3 separate regions of the Mus musculus genome follow, and all the other regions are linked to region 3. The links are chromatin contacts, called in public HiChIP or PLAC-seq maps. All regions are on one chromosome and are shown on one strand. Each heading gives the region's core, a stretch centred on a gene start, on an enhancer-like site or on the middle of the called end of the contact. The rest is flanking DNA. Distances are from core to core; before and after follow the strand shown. Region 1 has its middle 26 kb from the start of Mxi1. Region 2 holds the start of 1700001K23Rik (RIKEN cDNA 1700001K23 gene). Region 3 overlaps Gm30234 (a long non-coding RNA gene).

Evidence for each region. HiChIP or PLAC-seq counts read pairs in DNA pulled down with a chosen protein or histone mark.
Region 1: an H3K27ac HiChIP or PLAC-seq map of embryonic stem cells shows a contact between it and region 3, with 6 read pairs. The contact joins two enhancer-like sites. A contact is called at or near these places in 1 of 39 promoter capture datasets (fetal liver), 5 of 115 datasets of contacts at active chromatin or transcription factors (embryonic stem cells, extraembryonic endoderm stem cells and stem cell-derived neural progenitor cells) and 3 of 9 other capture datasets (embryonic stem cells, liver and pancreatic islet).
Region 2: an H3K27ac HiChIP or PLAC-seq map of embryonic stem cells shows a contact between it and region 3, with 5 read pairs. The contact joins the promoter of 1700001K23Rik here to the enhancer-like site in region 3. A contact is called at or near these places in 7 of 39 promoter capture datasets (the 3T3-L1 cell line, 3T3-L1-derived adipocytes, embryonic stem cells and 4 more), 2 of 484 Hi-C or Micro-C datasets (the AML12 cell line and embryonic stem cells), 5 of 115 datasets of contacts at active chromatin or transcription factors (embryonic stem cells and extraembryonic endoderm stem cells) and 3 of 9 other capture datasets (adipose tissue, embryonic stem cells and pancreatic islet).

Annotation. Positions count from the first base shown.
Region 1 is chr19:53,283,157-53,285,856 of GRCm38.p6, reverse strand. No RefSeq gene overlaps it. Among named protein-coding and RNA genes, the nearest start is that of Mxi1, 26 kb to the left of the region's middle. Within about 2 kb of position 1,251, at least 87 of the 459 cell types and tissues checked have an H3K27ac peak or open chromatin away from gene starts, as enhancers often do. A contact at or near this core is called in embryonic stem cells, where this site is marked.
Region 2 is chr19:53,253,694-53,256,479 of GRCm38.p6, reverse strand. 1700001K23Rik (RIKEN cDNA 1700001K23 gene) reads left to right here and starts at 1,275. Exons shown (of 3, transcript NR_036590.1): 1 at 1,275-1,398.
Region 3 is chr19:53,057,480-53,060,179 of GRCm38.p6, reverse strand. All of the region lies in intron 2 of Gm30234 (a long non-coding RNA gene), which reads left to right. Among named protein-coding and RNA genes, the nearest start is that of 1700054A03Rik, 17 kb to the left of the region's middle. Within about 2 kb of position 1,274, at least 54 of the 459 cell types and tissues checked have an H3K27ac peak or open chromatin away from gene starts, as enhancers often do. A contact at or near this core is called in embryonic stem cells, where this site is marked.

The DNA.
Region 1 (2,700 bases), core at 2-2,501, 230 kb before region 3:
GCTTGGGCAGGTTGCTTACTCCTGGGGCCTTGGTTTCCTCTGTGAAGTGAGACTCATTATAATACCTGTGTGCTCACCTCACCCAGCTGGAATGAGAGAACCAGTTGACACAGTGCTCACAAACAGCCGTGTAATTGGTAAAGCGCTGTACAATTATGGGGCCACTATTATTATTTTTTCATGCCCAGACACCGATTCTGTTATTTTTTCAGAGCATCCCATTCTATTCCAGCTAGAAGCTGGGAATTCAACTTTGGTTAAAGCTAGATGAATCTGACCATGAACTGGGGCTGAGAAAGTGGAGAAACTCTTCTTAGTGGCTCCTCTACCTTCCTCCAAAGGGTCCTGAAGGACCTTTTACTTTGAGGGGATTCATAGACCAGTGCCTGTAAAGGGTTGGGGGATCAGGGGACTACCAGTCGCCTTGTGGTGTGGTTGTGTGTTGCAGGTGCCAAACCAGGCCCTAGAGAGAGCAGATTCCCCGCCAAGTAGAGCCTGTGTTGCTGGCAAGTGTGGTCAGGGTTGGTTCCTGGAATGCGATATAATTTGAGGTTCAGATATGCAAATTAGCACAGGTGAAAGGGCAGGAAAGGTTTGTGTAAAAGTAATGGGTTTGTGAGCTCTAGAGGGGACAGCCACATTGGCAAGACTGTTAGTAACGTACACTTTATCATGTAAGATGAGCCAAAAGCATCTCTGTTCTAATCTAGCCTAGGGATCCCGCAGCCTGCCTCTCCATCCTGGAGCAAGAGGGGTCCCAGGCACTTACAGCAGTTGCCCTGTCAACCCTGACTCTTGTTTTCATAAAAAGCCTTGGGCTGCATCTTCACCTGCTGGGATATGCCTTCCCTGTAAGCAGCCAATCTGCCATGTAGGAGCTCCTCATTGAAGGCAATTTTTCTTTTGGGGTGGGGGCCCACCCTCTCCTCCCCCGCCGCCGCCCCGACAGGAGTCCGAATCATTAGCTACTCGCTTCGGCAGTTTTATCATGGAAATGACATATTGAAATACAAATTGGGACGTGTACAGTATAATTACTAATACTGCATATTCATTTCCTTCCTTTGTCGCCATGAAGGCCTCTTCCCAGCCACATCCCCGTGCTGTGTGCAGTCAGCCCTGTGTCATTTTCTTTAGAGCCCAGGCGGGGCTGGAGGGGAAATGCTGGGGAGGGAGTACCTGCCTTCCTCCTCGACCAGGGCTATTTTTGTGCAATGCCGAGCTGACAAGCTGACGAAGCAGTTTGGTCTTCTGAGGTCTAAGGGCTTCCCAGATCTCCCCAAACAGCTCTGTCACTGAGCCAGACACGGGAAGTCCCAGCTGGAGACCTCTTTCAGAAAATTTAGATGTAAACAAGCAAACATTTCCAGGGATGTGGGGCCAGTGTCCCAGGCTGTACCACACAACCTCAGGCAGGACCCTTCCCGTCTCTTGGGATCTTCTTCAAAAAGGAGGTCACAGAAGTTGGTTCACTTGGCTAGCTGCCACGGTTGTACAGGCACTGTTGTAGGCACTCTGCGCTCTGTGACCTAGCCCAGCTCCTTTGTCTGTCCTTCCCCAGGGGAGCCCTGTATCACAAATACCTGACTATAAGGAGAAGTAGTTAAGGGAGTCGGTTCTGGTTCTAATCATAATCATGCCCCTGCCACTGAGCAGTTCTGTCCCTTTGGGTTAGTTTACCTAATGCATCTATAACTCAACTTCCCTGTCTGTGAAATGGGGCTTCTAGTTGTTTCTCTCCATAGAAGTGTTAAAGGGATTAAAAGCTTTAGTTCAGGGTAAGCATGCGTAACAGATACATTGCTTCTTTGGATAGCAAGAGCGATAAGGGTCTGGTTTCTGAGCTTAGGACCAAAAGGTCTTAGCCACTTCTGTACTGACTATGAGGACAAGCCCAGGCTAGCCTGCTGGATGATAAGAAAGCAGGTGAGGCAGAGCTGAGTCAGTCAGCCTTATTGTCTCAGCTGAGGCCCCAGACAGGTAAGAAAGACGGGCCAAGATCAACAAATCAACCCACAGTTAATCCGAAGATGACCACAAGAGCATGCAAAGCGCTATTCCAGACCAGAGGAAGCCCCGGATCAAAACACGGGCTGGAGAGCTAAGTGCATGTGTAATATTTTAAGGCACTGCGTTTCGAGCTGGCTTGTTACGCAGCAGCAGCAGCTACTTGATATATAGAGGAGGCTAGACTTTTCCCTTCTACCTGCTGCCTGCTCCCCTGACCTACTGACTGTGTCAAATAAAGACATGATAGTAAGTTATCAGAGCCAGAACACAGGCAGGCCCTAGAGTCAGAAGACAGACAGACAGAGTTTGAATCTTAGCTCTAGCACACATTAAATTATTTAATTTTTAACACGTTATTTCTCTTCCATGGGAATAATAGTAATAATAATAATAATATCTCTCATAAAATGTTGAATAAGATGGGCGTGGTGGCACACGCCTTTAATCCCAGCACTCGGGAGGCAGAGGCTGGCGGATTTCTGAGTTCAGGGCCAGCCTGGTCTACAAAGTGAGTTCCAGGACAGCCAGGACTATACAGAGAAACCCTGTCTTGAAAAACCAAAAAAAAAAAAAAAAAGTCCCAGAGTTTTATTTAGCTGCATATGTATCAAAAGATGGCCTAGTCGGTCATCACTGCAAAGAGAGGCCCATTGGACTTGCAAACTTTATATGCCCCAGTACAGGGGAACA
Region 2 (2,786 bases), core at 26-2,525, 200 kb before region 3:
TCTTGGAGGAAGTGTGTCACTGGAGGCGGGCTTGAATTTCATGTCTTTCTTTCTGCCTAAAAGATCAGGACAGAGCTTTCAGCTACTGCTCCAGCACGGCTTGCATGCTGCCAGGCTCTCCACCAGGACAGTGGACTAGAACTGTGAGACTGTGGGCGAGACCCAGTTAAATCCTTTCTTTCATAGAAATTGCCTTGGTCATGGTGCCATTTCCCAGCAATCGAACGCCAACTAAGACAGACCCTAATCCTTTGACACTCTTCTCTCCCAAGGTAAAAATTAACATGTCTAGGGGGACTAGGTGGCTTGCTTATCTTTCCTCTCCTTTTCCTGTCCCCCCCCCCACCTTGAGGTGGGACCCTCGCTATCTTGACTAGATTGGTTTCCAGCTTCTAGGCTCAACTTATCCTCCCACCCGAGTCTTTTCGGTAGCAGGGTCTACAGGTGTGCATTGCTACAGCCAGCTCAAGGTCTTGTCATGGAAGCCCAGGATAGCCTCCTGAATGCTGGATTACAGGTGTGTACTACTTAGCTAGTGGCTCATTTTTGAAGGCTAAAACCCGGCTGAAGTGAAGGCACATGGCAGCTGCCCAGGTGCTACGGTTTCCATTTTGTTCTTGAGTTACTCTGTGCACAACCTTGTCACAAGGACACTAGAGAAGACCAGGAAAAGTCCACACAGGGGACACCTCATGTCCACCATCAGCTACTACCCACAATGCTCACGCCTAGCCAGATCCTCTGATGGCTCTGTACCCACAATGCTCAAGTCCGGCCAGATTCTCAGATGGCTCTGGCTGACATCCTAGCTGCAACTTCTTCCGAGACTCCAAGCAACGTTCTTGACTTTCAACCTCGTAGACATTGATATAGTAGCAAATGTTCATTGTCTTACTCTATGTGTGCACAAGTGTGTCTGTGGGGACTGCACATGCATGTGAGTGAATCGCTGAGGGTGGAAGAGCCTGGAGTTACAGGCTGATGTGATCTGCTTGTAGGTGCTGGGAACCAAAAAGATCTCAAAGAGTGACAGGTACTCTTAACTACAGAGCCATCTCTCCAGCCCCCTTCAGTGCGTCGTTTTAAGCATCTGCATCTTGGAGTGATTTATTACCTAGCATTAGGTACCCACTGCCTTCCAAAAAGGTTTTGAACCCACATGTAGTTAAAAGTGTAACAGGATGGAACGCTGGGGTAAGATCTGAAAGATGACTGATGTCATAAATGGTGGGTCAGCCCAGGTGTTCTAGGGTATCCCTATAACCCCAAGGGGTGGAGACAGGAACAGCATAAATATACAACTGGATGGTAGATGTGGGTCTGCTGTGCCAGAAGATGAAGATGAAACAGCTGTAAGCTACTGGAAGCTGGGACAGCCACGTGACCCACGGCCTCTGGGTGAGCAGCACCGCACCACACAGTAGGAAGGCTGATACCTTGAAACTCTCTACCTACTCAGGTCACATGAAACATCTCTGAGAGGGCAAACACAGCCATGCCAATGGCTCACTTCCATAGTGAACATTTTCTGACAGTTTTCAGAGACTGTAGGCATTACAAAGGCGGTACTGTGTCATGAAGACATCACTTTTAACATAGGTAGCAGATAGAAAACAGTAAGAATAAACAAGGGTTAGTTGTGATGGGTGCCTCCCCACCCCCAGGCTTATTCTGCTTCTTACTGAACACCCCAGGTGATGTCCGCCCTGTCTCTGGAAAGTTCACGCACATGCAAACACATGATATAAACCGTCGCCGTTCACTACTAGATGGTGGTTTCTCTCTACTGTGAAGTTTACCAGTTGGCAATGATGTGACGTATGCAGTATCTTTTAGTTAGCTCAAGTTTTGAATTTCCCCCATCACATGGTCTTCCCCCATCACACATTCTTTTTGAGACAGTGTTGCTCGGCAGCCCTGTCTGGTACCCTGCAGGCCACCCTGGCTCCTAACTTGTCGTCATCCTTTGGTTTCAGGCTCATGACTGAGGTTACAGGTGTGAGTCCCCAGGCTGCTTCATCTTTCCCAGTTTCATTTTTTTGTTGTTGGTGTTGTTCAATGTTCAGAAACAGAGTCAAGGATTAAGTCACACATTCTACCACCAAGAAAGCACCTGTGTGTGTGTGTGTGTGTGTGTGTGTGTGTGTGTGTGTGTGTGTTTGTGTGTGTAGTCAGGATCTCCCTATAGCTCTAGCTGTCCTTGAACTCACTATGTAGACCAGGCTGGCCTCAAGCTCACAGATAGCTACCTGAGAGTACTGAGTTGAAAGGCATGGCAGCACATTGTTAATGACATACTGTTTGGGTGGCTTTTTTCTTGTTGTTGTTTTTTTTTTCCCTTATACATATAAATGTGTGTAATATGTTAAATTTCAAGACAAATCTGGCACCAGATGGTAGGAAAAACTTTTTAATTTTTCCCCCTTATACAACCATTAGACTGTGATATATATACAGGTGTTGTGTTTAAAAAGCATAGATGGGGGGTGGGCATAGTGTACACACCTTTAATCCCAGCACTTTGGAGGCAGAGGCAGGCAGAGCTGAGTTTGAGGACAGAATGGTCTATATAGTGAGTCCCAAGACAGCTAAGGCTGTACAGAGACTGTGTCAAAAACAGAAAAGCAAAGAAACCAAAACCCAACCCTTCCCCCAACAAAACCCAATAAAAGAAAACAAATTTAAAACAAAGGCAGTGGTATACCTAGCTGTCTGGTAACACAGGCCTGTGATCACACCACCTTGGAAATGGAGGAAGATCTGGAGGTTAAGGTTGTTCTCAGCTG
Region 3 (2,700 bases), core at 25-2,524:
TACCCACAATGGCCTAAGCCCTCCCCTCTTGATCACTAATGGAGAAAATGCCTAACAGCTGGATCTCATGGAGGCATTTCCTCAAGGGAGGCTCCTTTCTCTGTGATAACTTCAGCTTTGTGTCAAGTTGACACACAAAACCAGCCAGAAAAGCTTCATGAGAAAAGTCCCTGAAAGAGGAACATCACAGAGATGGACCCTTAGTTGGTTCCGCGCCATTCAGCATCTAAGGGTCGATAGCGTCTGTCGAGCAATTGATGAAGGAGAGATGTGAGTGGGGAATCACTGGGGAGCCATGTGCAGAGGCGGAGCCTGGAGGTGAAGGAGAAAGAAAGCAGAAGAAAGGAGGCTCAGTCCGGCCTGTCTCCTGAAGGGGCTTACAGAGAGATGGCAACTGCCCCCACTCCCGTTTTTTATCAGAACATTTCACCTCCTGTCTTTGGCTAGGTGTGTATATGTGGTGGGGGACGCAGATGTGGGGACATGTTAGATGCAGCATAAGAACCCCAGACTCTTTCTCTTCCTCTTCCCAGATCAGGAAGGACTGATCCCATGTCAGGGGGTCTTCTGTAACGCGCTCAGGAGCCAGATAAGTTCCTGCTTTTGCTGTTCGAGCGGATCCAGCCTAGAGACATCCTCTGGGCGCAGATGGGACATCCTGTGTGATAGAGGCTATCTCTCTTTATCTTCATCTCTCACCTTACCCTAAGGAAAGGAGCCAGAGCCTCTCCATACCGTACACAAGTACTTCCTGGACTGCTTAATGTGTAGACAGACCTCTGAGGCATGATACCCGGGCCCCTCAACCTCTAGTTCATTCCTGTCTTTGTCTTGTAACATTACTGTCATCTGTCTAAAAGTCACCATTAAACCTGGGACTTGAGAGGAAACCTTTCTTTAATAGTCTTCTTAGCCCTGTACTGCTGTGTCCTCTTGCCACAGGGGCCCCTACAGCCTCTTTTGTCTGTTGCTGATAGTGCCCCAGTTGGCACTGCCCTACCCCGACTGCTGTCTCACAGCAACTTCCGTACAGGCCCTAAGGGACAAGGTTTGGTGATAGGGCCCACGTCAGAGGTGTCCCCAGCTCAGCTTCTGCTCTGTCACCTTCTGCTAGTCTGTTATCTCTTCAGAAAAAGTCTCAGCCACTGTGCAGTGGGCCTTCCTACGGGGAATCAGAGTTCAAGGCCTTCAGGCAAGCCATACTCTATTCCCATAGTTAGTGCCCCAGGCATTGCCGCTCCCTCTGACTTTTGGAATATGAGCCTCTCCAGATTCCGGTTTGGACCTGTACTGTGGAACGCTGTGGCAGCACTGAGCCGCAGGAGGATTATAGGGAATGACAGAGGGCTCTGAATACTTGGCCAGAACTAATGTCTGCCCTCAGCTGGGTCCTAAGTGAGGGCTTGTTCCACAATAAAGCTATTAGCTTCTTCCTGGAATCCACATTCTACCTGGACCTTGAAGCCGGAACATCTGCTACTTAGGGTTCCAAGTGCCCTAGGCTGTGTTTTCTCCTTCTGTTATTTTGAACCAGAAACTGTTGTTAATAGGAATTCGTTGTGATGAGTCTCTTCTGGGCTCAGCACTGATCCGTTGGGCCACACAAGTAGACTTTCCTTGTTTTTAATTCTTTTCTTATGCTTAATGGATCACATCCAAAGACAAGATTCACAGAAGTCAAACAGAAAAACCAATCAACCGCTGTACTCAGCTCTGGAAGAAATCTAATCAAAACAACGTCAACGTAGTGCTGTCCCGTGTGGTAGCTGCTAGCCACAGGCAGAAGCTTTTAGTCATGTTTATCCCTGCAGTCATCCGCGACTCAGTGGTCGCCACGCTGGACAGGGCAAAATGAACAGTCACTTTGGGGAAAGTTTCACGGGACAGTCTAGGGAAGACACGCTATTTTCGATCCATCTTGACCTTGGATTAAGGAGGAAGGGAAGGGTCCTTAGGTGGGAGGAGCTGTGATCAGCAGTTCGATTGGCTTAGCTGTTGGGCCGCCTCCAGAGACCAGGACCAATCAGAGTGCAGGACTGCTGCTGTGCCTGCCATTGGTTTAAGAGTACTGGGCACCATAACTGTAGTTACCTGCTCTATCTGAAAACACTGTGGAGAAAGAAAGCTGGACCCCAATCTTACTCCTCAGTTCAGACCCCTAACCTTCTGTGTCCTTGGTTATTGACAAACTCTTAGAAGCCAGATCCTCCTGAGTTCAACTGCTTCTTGAACTTGACTCTTACTTCCTACAGTGAAATGCCTGTAGGCAAGTGCCCGAATGTCTTCAAATATTAGTTTCAATTAGCATTGTCTTAGAGGGGTGGTTACAAGGATGCAAGGAATACAGCTTACAAGGGAGTGTCACAGATCCTGCCAAAATGAACCTGCCGACGTTATGATGTAATTTCTTACGCTGTTTACAGCAAGTTTGCTGTTGCTATTTCTGCTTCCTTCTAAGATATTTTTGTGCAGTTGAGTTCATCAAACTTTTTTTAAAAAGAATATGTGTTTGGCCGGGCATGGTGGTGCTTGCTTTTAATCCTAGCACTAAGGAGACAGAGGCAGACGGATCTCCGTGAGGTCGTGGTCAGAGCCTGGTCTAGTGAGTTCTAGGACAGCCAGGGTTGTTACACAGCAAAATCCTGCCTCAAAAACTACACACACACACACACACACACACACACACACACACACACACAC